Regions from separate parts of the Mus musculus genome. Here region 2 is linked to region 1. The links are chromatin contacts, called in public Hi-C maps. All regions are on one chromosome and are shown on one strand. Each heading gives the region's core, a stretch centred on a gene start, on an enhancer-like site or on the middle of the called end of the contact. The rest is flanking DNA. Distances are from core to core; before and after follow the strand shown.

The links. A called contact is a pair of places that touch in the nucleus more often than the background predicts.
Region 2: a Hi-C map of bone marrow-derived macrophages shows a contact between it and region 1, with 5 times the contacts expected there. The contact joins two enhancer-like sites. A contact is called at or near these places in 5 of 39 promoter capture datasets (the 3T3-L1 cell line, the HPC-7 cell line, hippocampal neurons and 2 more), 4 of 484 Hi-C or Micro-C datasets (B cells, the G1E-ER4 cell line, bone marrow-derived macrophages and 1 more) and 1 of 9 other capture datasets (embryonic stem cells).

The regions. Positions count from the first base shown.
Region 1 is chr6:145,183,454-145,191,402 of GRCm38.p6, forward strand. It overlaps Casc1 (cancer susceptibility candidate 1), which reads right to left. Exons shown (of 16, transcript NM_177222.4): 9 at 7,905-7,949; 10 at 2,358-2,439. Gm15543 (predicted gene 15543) reads left to right here. Exons shown (of 2, transcript NR_157240.1): 2 at 3,912-4,177. Among named protein-coding and RNA genes, the nearest start is that of Gm15543, 5.2 kb to the left of the region's middle. Within about 2 kb of position 4,253, at least 129 of the 459 cell types and tissues checked have an H3K27ac peak or open chromatin away from gene starts, as enhancers often do. A contact at or near this core is called in bone marrow-derived macrophages, where this site is marked.
Region 2 is chr6:145,818,058-145,826,006 of GRCm38.p6, forward strand. It overlaps Rassf8 (Ras association (RalGDS/AF-6) domain family (N-terminal) member 8), which reads left to right. Exons shown (of 5, transcript NM_027760.3): 5 at 1-3,022. Among named protein-coding and RNA genes, the nearest start is that of Gm38927, 20 kb to the right of the region's middle. Within about 2 kb of position 4,389, at least 34 of the 459 cell types and tissues checked have an H3K27ac peak or open chromatin away from gene starts, as enhancers often do. A contact at or near this core is called in bone marrow-derived macrophages, where this site is marked.

The DNA.
Region 1 (7,949 bases), core at 3,003-5,502:
TCCCAGGCCTGCTAAAGCTTTTTGTCTTTAGCTGCTAGACTTTGCACAAGGTTCTCAAGGTTTAAGTGGGAGCACAGTGTGTGTGTGTGTGTGTGTGTGTGTGTGTGTGTGTGTGTGTGTGTGTGTGTGTGTGTGTGTGTGTGTGTGTGTGTGTGTGTGTGTGTGTTAGGGGTAGGAAGAGCTCTGCTTACAACAAACTCTAGCATTGTAGGAGGCTACACACAATAAGTATGTATTACTGGTAAAACTATATTCCATAAAAGACAAAAAGTTTGATTAATTACTAAGTCCTTAAAACTGGACATTATCAGACCAAAAAAATAAAAATAAAAAAATCAAAAGATAAGTGGGAAGGTCATGGAGGAAAAGTAGATTTGGGGGCCATGTAAAATATGAAAGTTGGTTATTTCAACAAAATTAGACCCAGCTCAGGGAAGTGATGGACTGAGACTTTTGTGGGAACTATACAATCTAGTGACAAACACACAGACAAAAGTGGCACCTACAGTCACCATGGCAAGGAACATTCTCACCTCCACCTCCAAGACAAAGTCAGACACTCAAAAATATTACCCTGAGCAGTGGTCAGACTTAATTCGAGATATGCAGGCTGGCGGGTGTGCTGTACACGTCTAGTCCCAGTCCTCAGGGGGTACAGGCCCGAAGGTCATTACAAGCTTGAGACCTGCTTGTTCCACAGAGTGCTAGGCTGTACAATGTGACCCTGCCTCTCCCCAGGAAAGCTGACTAATATATCCTGTCCAAGTTTCTTCAACTATAAAATCCACAATGGATTTGGACTGTGTTACAGAGTTTGGAAGGGGAATGAGAGGGTAGGTGCAGAGCAGGCAGCAGGCAGCAGGCAGCAGGCAGCAGGCAGCAGGCAGCAGGCAGCAGGCAGGCAGTGAGACACAGGGATTGGTAGTGGTGTTTACTATCAGTCTGCTCCCATGCAAGAGGTACAGCAGGGCTCTCTGAATGCAACCTCTGGAGATAGGATACTGAAAGTTAACAGAAACAAGCAATAGATAGATAGATAGATAGATAGATAGATAGATAGATAGATAGATAGATAGATAGATAGATAGACAGATAAAAATTAAATCAAGTTAGGCAACTACTGGTCTCTTGTTGGTGCATGTTTAATAAACTAAACTCTTTAATTTTAAATGTATTTAATTTATAATTTATTGGCCTAAAAAGAAGCCAGAAATACTACTGTGTCTAAATTTAGAGGGTGAAGACATCTCTGACTTGGGGCTCATCATGTAGGGAATTGGGGTGTTCATGACAGAAGTTCCATAACCTACTTTATCATCCTAGATCTAGAAACAGAAACTCTTGCCTGGTATCAGCTATAGGAATGCTCCAAGGATGGGAGAAGGGATGTAGCCGGAAGGGTGGTGCGCTTGCCTAGAATGCAAAGGTCCTTGAGTTTGATCCTTGCACCACATAAAGCCTGGCACATGCTTGTGACCTGCACTTGGGGAGGTGGAGCTGGGCAGATCAGAAGTTCAAGGTCATCTTCAGCTACATAGAGTTTGAGTCTAGCCTGGGCTACTTGAGACAGTGCCTCAGAATATACAAACAACCAAATAAGAGGGTACAAAGATTTAAGCATGGCAAATATGCTTAGAATACACAGAACAGGTCACTGAGAAGGAAGAGCAGTGATAGTTGAGAGGACAGACATCATCAGACAGACACCAGACTTGTGAGATCATGTCCACCTTGTCAGGCTGCATCCAGTGACACCTGCCAGGACAAGACAGTAAAGGGTTCAGGCATGTGTTCATCCAGGTGTGTGCTCTCGTGAGTGTTCATTGCAACAGTGAGTACAGAGAAGAAATCAGTTATGATCTCACTAGCAACAGAAATTTAAATATTGTTCCCTGGGCTGGAGAGATGGTTCAGCAGTTAAGAGCACTGACTGCTCTTCCAGAGATCCTGAGTTCAAATCCCAACACCCACATGGTGGCTCACAACCATCTGTTATGGGCATCCAATGCCCTTTTCTGGTGTGTCTGAAGACAATGACAGTGTGCCCATATACATGACATAAATAAATATTCCCTTGTTTGGGTTGAATTATGAAGCTACTTTAATTGATGAGGCAGGTTACCAATGCATTCTGGGATCAGTGCTGAACGTCATTTGTCTGGAACATATTTTTTCCCTAAGTACATAACTTAATATTGAGTAGAAAAGTATGATTATTGATTATTGACAGTTTTTTTTTTTGTCTGAGAGGGACTGTGGAGGATTTGTGCTTCAAACATATTTCACTCTACAATGGCCTTGCCTTACTTTTCTGTGAAGGAAGCCTCCATTACACACCGAGGGTGGGGACAGAATACCTGCTAAGACTGCTTCACTCAGCAGCTTCATCTCCAGTTCAAGTTGGGTGGTTTGGGAATCCTCCCCTTCAGAGTCGGAAGTCTGCAATAGAAGAATGGCTGGCAGTGAGCATCAACATCCTCAGAAATTATTCTCTAAATGCAACAGGAGGGTATTGGTCCGTAAAATAGCCTAGAGACCAGGGTGAGGCTCTGTCTCAAAAAGCCAAACCAAAAGGACAACAAAACCAGCAGCAGGAACAGCGGCAGCAGCAGCAGGAATGGCTTTTTTAGCACTTAGCCTAAATGCTGTCACTTCAGGGACAGTCTCTGGCCTGTTGATTTGATTTGTGCGTATTTTGTCTCTTGATCACCCTATGCAATCTTTTCAGTACACATGCTGGTGTATATCCAGAATATAGTAGGCTGTCACCCCTCTACAAGGCTGCTCATTAGAGACAAGTCAGTAGACTGGGAGGTGGCCCAGCTGGCAAAGTGCCTGCCTAGCATGCAGGAGGATGGGGTTCAAGCCCCCAGCCCTGCATAAAACAGGGTGATGGTTTTTGTCTGTGATCCCAGCACTCTGGTGGAGGCAGGAGGATCAAAAGTCCAAGGCCATTCTCAGGTACACAGCCATTTGAGGCCAGCTGGGTTACATAAGATGCTGTGTCAAACCCCCTAAATCCAGAGAAACAACAACAAAGCAAACAAACAAAGCCCCCAAGATCATTCAATGGTAGAACCCTGAGGCCACATGGAGTCTTAGGTTCACTCTCTAGGACCAAACAGACACAACCAAAGAAAGGCAACATCAGGCTGAGTTTCTTATAGCAGATTTCACCTGAGAGTTAGACTGTGTGTGTGTGTGTGTGTGTGTGTGTGTGTGTGTGTGTGTGTGTGTGTGTGTGTGTGTGTGTGTGTATGCGTGTGTAGTATGAGCATGTTTGGGCATGTATGCCTCTGTGTGAATGTAATGTGTGTATACACATTCAGGCATGCACATGTGTGCATGCATGCTCTTGAGTGTACATGTGGAATTTTCTTATGCATGCTTGTTCAGTTTTTCTTTTGGAAGGACTGGGGATTTAAGCCAGGGCCTCATCCACACCGGCCAAGCATCTGTCGCTGAGTTACATTTCCAGGCCAGTTCAGTCCCTTAATGAGAGAGACACTTCGAAACTTAACTTTCAATTCAAAGACCCATGTCCATCTATCTGCTTGTTCCTCAGGGTAGTAAAATATTTTTGAAACTACTATTTTAAATGTTCTACTTTGAATAATTTCTCATTAATTATGCCCTACTCAAATTAGCCCTTTCTAAACATGTTGTGCTATAAACAACTTAGAATGTTTATGGTATTTTAAAATATATTAAACATTTAAATATTTTTATTGTTAAATATTTTTTTAAATATTTACAATATTTTTAAAAGCCATTCAAATCAATTAAGAGTCGGTATTAAGAGCCCTCTAGTGGCCAACTTCTTAATAAGCTCATGAAAAAAGAAACCTACACTGTCATTTAATGTCAGAGAATTTTCAATTTACATTACTCTTCACTCTCAACTTGACTAGATCCCACCCTGAACATGGACTTGCGATTCTGTGAGATGATGTCACAACCTAAACAGAAAGAGAAGAGAGAGAGAGCTGAACATGGACGTTCACAGTCTCTGCTGTCTGGCTGCAGAAACCCCGTGTATCGCTACCTCGCGCTCCCGCTGCTCCCGTGATACACTGCATCCCGTCATGCCATGAACCTATACAATCCCTTCTTTCCCTAAGTTGTCTCTGCCTGCTATTTGCCACATCAGTGAAAAATGAAAGTACATAGAAAACGCAGTATTGAGGCGCAGCGATGTCACTGCGAGCAACCTGGCCACGTGATCATAGCTTTGTCACCGCGAGCAACCTGGCCGCATGATCATAGCTGTCACCGAGCATCCTAGCCACGTGATCACAGCTTTGTCACCATGAGCATCCTGGTCGCGCGACCATAGTTTTAGAACTGATTTGGGGCGAATACGGAAACAGCCTAGAGCCATAAGCCACAAGAGCCCTAGAATTCTGTAAGCAAGAGCTCAGTGGCTGTCCGGGTGGAAGTTTGGTAGAAGACAATAATGAGAAATCAGTAGAGTGTATGGCTTTTCAGACAGGGTACAGCATGAGGCTTCAGAGAGGAAGAGGAGGAGGAGGAGGAGGAGGAGGAGGAGGAGGAGGAGGAGGAGGAGGAGGAGGAGGAGGAGGAGGAGGAGGAGCCGTTGTCCTGGGAACTAGGCTAGAAGCTGATGATGTCATATCCTGGCATAGGATTTCCTAAAAGTTTGAATGAGGCTGGATCCAAAAGTACTGAACTACATTGACATTTTAAGACAGAAACAGCCAGGCTGGTTGTGGTCACTGCTCACAGTGCTTAGATTCATAGTGAGGGGGTAGAGGGCTTTAAGTAATGTCCAGTTTGGCGAGGAAAGGGGTGAGTCTAAAGGTACAGGTGAGGAGGGTGGCAGCCCCTCTATGCTAAAACTCTCAGAGCCATTAACGGAAAATTGGGACAAGTGGGGGTGGGGGTAGGGTGCAACAGAGAGCAAGACCCCACCCATCAAAGGCTCTAACTCAGATCCTGCCTGGGCACTTTTGCCTCTGTGGACATCCTGCACATGTCCTCCTTACCATGTCAAGTGCTGTCAGGCTGGAGGTATGACAGCAACAGCACACATGCCTAATATGTTGAGAGGGGGCCTCCTGGAAATGGCCCCTCTCTCATCTCCCCACATTCTCAGTGTAAAGTGTTTCCTATCCCAACTCCCAGCCTGCCTTCACAAGCTCTGGGAAAGCGTATGAGGCTCCTGGCAACTGCCTGCTTCGGGGTTCTGAGATCTATCTGGGTATGCCACAGGATGCTCCGCCAATCATCACACCAACTGGAATCTACCCAGGGCAGCATTCAATGGTAATAGAAAGCAGACAGGCGTGGTTAGCCACATTCTCTAAGGCCATTAAGACTAAGTCAGGATTAAGCGTGGTCCTTCCAAGTTCAGAGAGTAAGTCAAACACCTGCTGGGACAGGTGTGAGACCCTAACACACACAGGTCCTGCCGCTGTTGTTATGAATTCACAGGCTTACGCTTTTAATGTAAAGTATTTCCAGGATCCGGGGATTGCTCAGAGCAGGCAAGAGCACGTGCTGTCCTTCCAGAGGGCCTGAGTTGTTTCTCAGAACCTGAATGAAGCAGCTCAAACTCACCTGCGCCTTCAGCCCCAGGGGCTGCTATGCCCTCCCTGGCCGCCCCTGACACTGCACTCATGGGCACAACCCCACCAACTAAAACCAACACTGTTTTATGAAAACTGTTTCCTAAGTGACCTACATTAACAGAATGGCAAACTGCAACTCCATGAGGCCACCCTGACGGATCCCTAGATACAAGATGGAATGCTTTAGTTTGCAAATTCAACCCATGGTTCAAATTACAGTTTCTAAGTTCTGTCATTTTGCAGTTTTTAAGTTAATGCAATTCTTATGTAAGACACTGGTAGATTTACATCAAATATTAACTATGATCAAGCCACTTGATGCAGAGTGGAGAATCGTCCAACACCCCGACAGGCCAGGAACGCTGCGGAGTCTCTTGTCAGTCACGTCCGTGATGACGGTTCACTTGCTCTGTTCTGACTGCGACTCCTGTGGTGCTTGACGTGAACCCCCATTTCCTTTTATTGTATTTTAAATTCTTATTTACATTGAGATGATGCTGGTTCAGGGACCACTTCCCATGGCCTCCCACTCACCCACATATTGCCTCCTGTCTGACTGTTAAAGCGATCTTTCCTCTCCCTGGGAATCAAGCAATGGCCAGGAGGTGCTGATCTCTGAGAAAGCTACCATTCCCAGAGCTGAAGTGAAACTGAACAAAAGAATCCTATTTCCTGAAGGGAATTTTTATGTTTGTTTCTCAGACAGAGTCTCACTATGTAGACCAGGTTGGCCTTGATCTCGCAAAGACCTGCCTGCCTCTGCCTCCTGAGAACTGGCAGGTTTTTGAAGAAGAAAACTGATCGGTCATTTCTGGCTCTGCAGCAGCCTTGTCCAGTTCTCTTCCCTGCAGGCCTGTACACCTTCCTGTTACAATCACACACAGTACAGTTACCTACCTGTGTGGACAGTCACCTCACACCCGTTTTCTCTATTGCTTTAGACTTGTAGATTCTTTAAATTTTTTGATACAGCTGGTGTATTTCAAATAGGGTTTTTTTTCAACATGTTCTTAGAATATCAAATGACACAAAGTTTTCAGCTTTACATGTATGCTTTGTGTGTGGATGGTATGGGTGCATGTCTGAGTGTGTGCACATGCCTTGTGCCATGGCTATGTGTGGAGGTCACAGGATGGCTTTCAGGAGCCAGTCCTCTCTTTCCACCATAAACGCCCTGGGGACACATTTAGGTCTGCAGACACCTTTGTCCACCGAGCTGTTCAGGGTCTAATTCACATTTTTATTTCAAATTCACACAGGGTCTATTCCTTAACTCTTTCCACACTTAAAGAAAGTGAACCAATAAAAGCCATGCACTGCTTTGTCTTATGCGCTCCTGCTGAGGTTTTGGGGTTCCCTGAAATCCCAGTAGGCTGGGGCAACAAAAGCAGCTTCGAGCTGAGAAAGGACTATCCAAGTCCAAAGCTGTTCTAACATAAAACGCACTATGAAAATCCTGACGGTTAGAAAATCAACAGAAGCCACCACAGGCAGGAGCCTGGATATTTTCAGTGGTGCATGCACAGGGGCTCGGGGCAGAGGTGGAGTTTGAGTGTCCTGATTCATCGCTCCCTAGGCCCTGTAGACAGGGTTAAGGTAACCAAGTACCTGTGCCTGGTGGTACACACCTTTAATCCCAGCACTTGGGAGGCAGAGCTGTGAGTTTTAGGCTAGCCTGGTCTACAGAGTGAGCTCCCAGTCAGCAAGGGATATACATAGTGAGACCAAGTCTTAGAAAGCCAGTGCTGGAGAAACAGCAAAATAATAATGATAATGATAATAATAATAATAATAATAATAATAATAATAATAATAATAATAAAATTAAAAAATAAAAAAGAACCCCTCCAGTTTGCACAAGCATTTGCTGCAAGTTTGCATTTAAGGGCAAGCTACCTAGAAGGACATGAGCATCAAGCAACCATACCCCAGCCTCAAGGCTTTGCAGCAACCAATGGACCATGAGACTGAAGAGCCTGAGGCTGAAGCCGCTGGTCCTACAAGCACTACTGAACAGAGGGGAGAGAGACACACTAACAGCCAGGGCACAGACAAGGAAGAGGCTTCTAAATGGTTTCTATTTGCTCAGGAAAAATCTTGAGAATACCTCCAGGGACCTGCCAATGCTTACTGCACAGGGCAGACCGGGATCTGTTGAGAATATGTCAACCTGGGTAAAGCGAGTCAGGCCAGTCACCGGCCCTTGAAGGGCTGAGGCAAGAGGACTGCTGTAAGTTTGAGGCCAGCTTGGGCTACCTATCCTGGAATGTAGACAGATGACAGACAGACAGACAGACTGACAGAGTATCCTACCCTTTGTAAGACAGTGTTCTCTATAGCTTCATATTTGTTCTCCTC
Region 2 (7,949 bases), core at 3,139-5,638, 630 kb after region 1:
GCTTGCCAAGACGTCGACGTGGACAGAGTGCTTGTTCTAGACATAGAGACAGAGGAGAGAGCACCCAGGTCAGGCATTTTTTACCAAGGAATAAAATTAAATTCAGAGTATGTTTTTTATTTTTAAGTTTGACTTTATAGGATATTAGTCTCCATTTATATTTGTATCATTTGTGTATAAAGCCAAAAATGAGTCAGTACTTTGCTCTCGAGCAGTGACTTCACTGCAGTCAACAGTAATATTTAGACAGGAGCTGCCAGGTGCCTCAGCCCTTCCCATTCTCCAGTAAATTTGGTACAGTATAACTAAGACTTTAATCTGAAATTTAAAGTAGCTTTTAATCCTGAAGAGAATGCATCCTCTGTATTATTTACATGCAATAATATGAAAGTGGGTTAGCATAGTGATGCCGCAACCACACTCAAGGTGAGCTGAGGTGGGTGACCACACCCAACTTACTTCTGGTTTGATGAATGTTCGATGAAGCCGAGAATGCTGCTTTATTTTAGTTTCCAATGAAAAGATTTAAGACTGGCTGTGAAGTAGTAGACACTTGTAGAGAACTGAAATTTGTGTAGTGTTGCCTTCTACCCAAGTGAATTGCAGACCTCAGCTGAACGCCGACTCACCCAGTGGGTCTTGCTGTCACTGCCTCGCAGGTGACTTGAGAAGTAAATTATTCTTTCTGAAATAACCATTGCCTGAACACATTTGCTCCAGATTTGTAGCAACTGTTTCATATCTCTATATATTTAAAAAGAATAATTCAAAGTCCGAGTAACTTGCAGCTTTCGGTGGCACGGGTGAGTCCACAGGCCCAGGGCCTGCCTTACTCTCAGACTCTTCCTCTGTTGAGTCATTGCATTGATCAGATAAATTGAAACCTTGCTCATAAAGGAAGACACTGTACAAATGGATTATCTTCCATTTAAACCAAAATGTTGGTGGTAGGTAGGTTACACTCTATGAAAAAAATGAAAGATGAAGCTGGGCGTGGTGGCTCATGACCGTGATTCCAGCACTCTGGAGGTTGAGGCAGGACAGTTGCCAGGAAGCCCAGGCTATCCTAAGTTACAGGGGAAGTTCTAGGATAGCCTGGGGTCTGGTGTGAGACCCTGTGGAAAGAAAGAGAATTGCACAGATCCCCTGACACACTCAGTTGTGAACTGTCTGGCTTACTGAGGAACCTAAAGAAGGGCGGCTTCCCACCAGCTCGCAGCAGTCCTGGCTCTCCACCACCGTCACCTCTGAACCTGGAAGCTGCCAGCTACTCTCCCGGCCTCCCGGCCTCCCCGACTGGTGGGGTGCAGCCTTGAGAGTTGACAAGCACGTTGAGAAGCTGTGCTGTGTCACGAGTCACAGGGCCTTCACAGGCTCATCACTGTCCAGTGTTTTCTAAAGCTTTTTTAGCTCGGGGTGGGGGTGGGGGGGGGAAACAACTAATTTGTGTAGGAACATCTGAAAATATTTTAGTCTGCTGTCACAGTTTTTACCTATTGTGACTATAAATGAATTGGCTTATGAACCCTACCTTTGGCTACATGTCAGAGGGGTACAGCCAATGGTATTAAAAAACTACCAAATGCAAAATTTTGCATATGGAGAAGTATACAGGTTCTAAATAATAAATTAGATCACAAATTTTTGTGTCTTTTTAATTAGTACTACAGGTTACATTATGTGGTTTTTCTACAGGTATTAAATATATTACAAGTTTTTTTCTTACCAATGAATAATTTGAGTATCATTGGTCTATTTGACCTATAGAGTATCCTCTTTCTCAGAGAATCACCCACAGTGGGTTACCTCACTTTGTGTGTTTATTTTTTTTCATTTCCTTTACATTTTGGCTGTTAGTGTTCCTTTTTTGTCTCCGTGAACAGGGAATTTTATATGTGAGGCTTCAGTTGGTATTGATAGAAGTTGCCCTCTGACTGTGCAGATTGACATAACTATCAGGGGGCAGTTGGGCATAGCTCCGCCCAGCAGAGCCTGCACAGTGAAGATGCAGCTCATGGTACTCGCTGTGGAGTGTGGCAGCACGGACCGACAGATCAGCACTCCTCCACAGCTAAGACAGCCCAGTCCTGCGGCAACACAGCTGCTTGTAAGTGCAAAAAGGTCTGCAGAGACAAGAAGTCTTCACCTAGAGCAACATCTGGGAACATCTTTGCAAGTAAGGACCTTGATAGATTGAGGAAATCATGTGAAAAAGACAAAGGCCTGATGGCAGGCGGGCACAGGAAGATGGGCAGTTAGCATTGGACATTGCCTTTGACAGGTTAGGCCTTAATGTATATTAAACGATGCTCTGTGTGCTTCCCAAACACAAGCCTGTCTTGATCGGTAGATACTGTGGCGAGGCTAGCTCGTGAGTATTCCTTTTGTATCACGCCAGTGTTTTAAAGTTGTGTGTTCGTATGTCTGCTGTGGTATTTTTAAGTTCTGGGAGAAGCCTGCTGGCCGTGTCAGCTCACGGCCATCAGTAGTTACTCAGTATTGCTGCTCCACGTTTCCCAGTGCACCTTCCATGCCAGGGCAGTGGCTGCGTGCGTGCAAGCCGCGGGAGCGCCTTCCCGCTCATTTTATATGTATTTATAGAAACCAAATGACCGCAGATGGCTATATGGTGTGGTGTTAAACCAGTGGAACTCTAATGGCAATAAATATATGCATATGTGTGGGAGAGGGGAAAAGTGGAAATACAGGTTTACAGCCAGACATGGTGGGTGATAGCCCTTCAGTGTATTTCTCTGTCCCTTCACTGACCTAGAAGGATTTGAGCTGCTGCAGCTTTAGACAGAAAATGTCCACATTTGCTGATTGTGGGCCATAAATATGCTTTTAGTACTGCTTTGCTGATGTATAAATAAGAAATCTGTAATATGTACTATATGTAATTATTTTCTTTTGACTTTATTTCAAAATGTATATTTTCTGATTATTATCATGAGCTATAAAGCAAAAAGATCAATATCTGATATTCTCCCAAATAATAAATTTTCAAGATTCATTGGAGCAATACAATTGTTGCTTGCTTTCTTATATACTTAATACTTAAAGATATAATATTGTTTCCTTTGAAAGATGCCAAAGAAAGTAGGTCTATGTATCAGTGATTAAAAAAAAAAAAAAAAAAAAAACAAAAGACCTTTCTCTGAACATACTGTTAACCCTCAGAATGGTCTCTTACACAGAGGTACAGCTAGGCCGGGGGTGCTCAGCAGGTGAGTAAGAACTTGGCACACAAGCACCAGTCCTGGGTCCATGTCCTCAGCATCCCTGTGTAACATGTCACACCACTAGCATCAATACTGGCGAATCAAAGACACGTGGACGGCTTGGGCTCATTGACCGGCCGGCCGAGCCGAAACAAGTTCAGTGGGGATGGAGGGCCATTGAGACCAGTACCTACAGTTGACCTCTGGCCTCCGAACATGATGTGCAAATGTGCTGGGGCTTGCAGAAGACAGCATCTGCATCTTGCCACCTCTGATGTGCAAGTGGATCCATGTTTGCAGGAGTGTTTTTAAGTAGAGCTAAGGCTAGGTTAAGAAAATACACATGAGTAACATCATGCTATAAACGTAAAGAGGAAATGAGGAGACTTACTCAGTTCTGACTCCTAGTTGGAAGCTTTAGACTTTTAATGATCCACCCTGCCCTCGCTAAAGCATGTGTTAATGGCTGAACAAAACAGTGTCCTCTTTTACATAGTTCCTCCCTGGCCACTTACATTCTTCATGTGGGGTGACATAGGAGATGCCAGTGGGGTATGTATGTAGTAAGCCCTACTTATGGCCATACTGGGCTGAACTTGACATGGGTCCCCCACTTCAAGGATTTTACCCTCTCATGAGGAAGGTGAACCTCACTACCACATGTTAAGCTCAGTTAAATGAGCAAGGGTTCCAGTGTCATGGGACGGTGGCCAGAAGGGCTTCCCCATCAGCCCAAGCATCAGGACCCTGGAGCAGGAGATAGGAATCAGAATGGCATCTGGCACTGTCTAGGAGCTAGAACTATGAAGGACTGAATAGCTGTGATTAGATAGTATAAGCAGGAGGGAACAGAGAGTGGGCAGACATCATGGTTATGAAGGCCTTGGTTGTCATGGTTATGAAAGCCTTGGTTGCCCTGTAAGGAGCTGGGGAATGGACCCACAGGTTCTCCTGTTTGGACATTTGGTCCTGTTTTAGAAAGTGATAGAACCTTAGGGACAGGGGCCTAGCTGGGAGAAGTGGGCCAGAGGGAGATGGGCCAGGAGGGTATATAGTGCAGCCCACTTCCGACTGGCTTCTTGCTTCCTGGTCCGCTGGATTCATGCAGTCAGCTGCTGCACACGGCCATAGAACCACTGACCTCCCCACTGTGAAAAGCTGCATAAGCAATTTCCTGATTGAGTCACTGAGGAGTCATGTGGTAAGGTACCATGTTAGAAGCGCAGAAGAGACAGCCAAAGGTGAGGGGCTGAGGGGGCAGGCAGCTGTGGGGGCTTAGGCATTAAAAAGTCCACACAGGACGCCAACAGCTACCAGGAAATAAGGACTCAACAGGATAAGAGAGCTCAATGGAGCAGCTTCCTGAGCAAGCACTCATGGGAACCTCTCTGATGTGAGTGGGCTGTGGAATACTGTAGCATCTTCTTGAGAATATTTTAGGGTGGCAAGGTTGCACGTAAGGGCACTTGTTACTAAGTGAAATAAGACAGCCTTTTAAAATATATTTATATATTTATTTTTATAGATTATATATTTTTATTTATATAATATATATTTGTGTATTTTATATAATGTATATTTGATATATATTTAATTTTATGTGTATGAATTTTGTGCCTGCATGTATGTATATACACCATGTGTGTGCCTGATGCCAACAGAGGCTAGAGAGGAACATGTGTTAGATCCCCTGGAACTGGAGTTACAGGTGGTTTTAAGTTGCCAGGTGAACAGGGAGGGCTTCATGTTGCTTTTCTCGTCCCTGTTTTGGGCACGGGTACATATATGTGCCTTGGAGAGAGATAAGTTGTATTAAAAGACAGATCTGTGGGTGCGTCCTGTCCTCTGCAAAAGAGAAAGTGAGTCCTCGCCCATGTCAGATCACGTGGACTCATGAGACCACAGGTTGCACATTCTCACACATTCCGCACTGCACTCCATGTGGCCTGGCCCCTTCTTCAGTCTCCTGGCAACAGCACAGTGGTGGGGATGTAAGGAGAGGCCTGCCAGCAGCGGACTGAGGCCTGGCCCCTTCTCACCCACACCCCTCCCACTCTGACGCTTTGTCATCTCATTGGTGCAAGCAATCTGCCTATCCACAGAAGGTCCTGCTTGGCCTATGACCCTGTGGCCTTGCCTCACAGCCAGGGTCAGGAATCAGCATATTCAAAGATCTGATCTCTGCCTTTTCCTGCTTGCATATCTGACATGAATGTTAGACACAGACACTCAAGTTGGAGGTGGGTGAGTTTTTATTTCTCAATAGACTCACTTCAGAATTCACTCCCATTCCTAAGTTGGACTTCCATCTTTGGCACAGATACATGGGAAACACAATCTAATGAAAAGTAAGATTAAATACTCTTGTCCAAATAAAAGTCTAAGGTCATCTTCTCTGCCTCCTAAGAGCACCAATGCAAACTGCCAGACGGTAGTTTAGCCTGTGGTGACTCTCCATGTTTGCTGTTTGCCACAACTATGTGCATGCCTGATAGCCTCTCTCCTCAGCCTCTGTCAACCCTGTCAGGAAGCTCCTGACTGCTGTCTCACAGAGATTGCATATACGAAGAGCTGGGACTTGCCTGCATGGAGCTTGCAGGGAAAGACTGAGTCCGTGTGTCGTTTCCCCCACCCCCCACCCCCAGCCTGGATCTTCAACTTCCACAAGTCTCCAGTATGTTCACAGAGGCTCCTTCCCAGGACTTCCCACTACAGGGCAGCAAGGTTTCACTGCCTAGTCATCTGGTGCCCTCTACAGGAAGACACTTTGTTGGCTATGTTTCAACCTAAATGTCCCCAGGATTGTCTTTATGGGTCCAATGCTTCATCCTGTGGCTCTGTGAAGATTAGCTGTACTTGTAACCATCCTGGAAGGGCTGAAGATAGTCTAAGGACATGTCTGTGCTCCTTGCTTGGCTACTGGACTATTGAAGAAGTGGAAGAAATCGGAACTCCTCTCACCCCCAGAAATCTCAAGCTGGGAGAAAAGAATCCCTTAGAGCCCGGGCCAGCCAGCGGGGAAACTTTTCTTCTGAGAAAAAATTCACAGTTGTGTAGACCACCTTACAGAAAGGAGAACAAAGAGTCAGAGGCAGCTGCGCCACCCCTGGACCAGAGCTGCCTGTGTGTGCACAGCCTGCTACTGTATTTAAAACTTAACCTGAAATCAAGACCCTGGGGCTGCTAAAACCCTCTTCCCAGTGTGGTATATCAAGTGCACTCCCTTTTTCTGTTTCTCACAATTAGTCTGCCTGTCTTGATTGCTCACTCAAGACTAATAGCTGAACCTGGTTTGTCCTGACCTGACAGAGGCCAACTCCCTGAGTCCAAAGCATGATCATCCACAGATCCCATCATCCTAAAGTCTAACATGGCTTCATGCTCTAAATTTCACTTAAAAGTCTTTTCTTTTTAATTTATATATAAGAATCATATTGGGAGAAGTTCTGCTATGGGTGTAAGTATTCTAATTTTAATTTACATATCTTCAAAAACTCTTTCTGTATCCAATGTGTAGCCTTCTTGCTTTTTCTTTACCTGTATTGCAAGTTTTTATTTTTACTTAGTTCCCTTGAGAGAAACATTGGACCTGGAGCTCCACAGGACCTATCTATGCACGCATGTTCACAAACACATGTACATAAACAAGGGCTCTCAAACGTGCACACACACACACAAATAGAGCTGGGGTACAAACACCACCAGGCTCTAGGATGACTTCTGCTGTTGGCAGAGCCTTGAATGGTCAGCTGCTCCCCAGGGCTTTTTGCATAGGCATTTAGTTCCGATTCTCCCAGGTCTGAAAATGAGTCCCATTCTGAATATTCCCAAGGCACCCATCCCTACTGATATGTATTGTTGTTTTAAAGGTGTGTAGTTAGCTTAGCTTCCTGCTTCAGTATCATGCTCTCTGGTCCCATCTGTGACTCCATGGTACTTGCTACATCTTTACAGAGATCAGTTACTGTATACACAGACCTTCCATGAAAGACAGTATTTTGATCACATTTTAAAACACACAAACCCCCTGTTCTCTCCTCCTCATTCTTGATTTCTCTTAAAACTTGCCCAATCAACATGCCCTACACAGGAAGATGGTCTCTGGCCATGCCATCTTGTGACTGTAAAATGTCCCCTCTAGGCTCCTGTAGTTCAGTAAGGGGTTCCCTGGCTGGTGGAACTGCTTTGGAAGGCTGCAGAGATTTAGGGGGTGGAGCTTCACAGTAGGAAGTGGAGCGCTAGAAGAGAGCCATTAGGTTTTATACCTGGTTCTATTTCCTGTCCATTCTTTGCTTCTTGCTTGGGGTGCCACGTGACCAGTACCTCATACTCCTTCCCTACATGTGGGTCTCCCACTTTGATGAGCTGTATCCCTGACAACTGTAAACTAAAATAAGCTTTTCCTTCCTTAAGTTGCTGGATAAACTGATGTCATCTGTAAGCTGTGGCTTCTGTAGTATCCACTTGGCTAATAAGCTTACTTCTCAGATTGCTGCCAGGATGTCCTCTCCTGTGAAATATGATACATGCACGTGCAGAGAGCAATGACGTCACTGCAAAGTCCCATCATTTCTAACTCCTGTAGGTCTGGTATGGAATTACACTTTTACCGTAATCTTTTGATTGTGGAGAAACAGTGTTGTTATTTCTTCCTAAAGACCAATATGTCTGTCGCAAACCCCACCAAAGCTTCCGTGGTAAAGAGACTTCCACAGTATGACAGCTCCC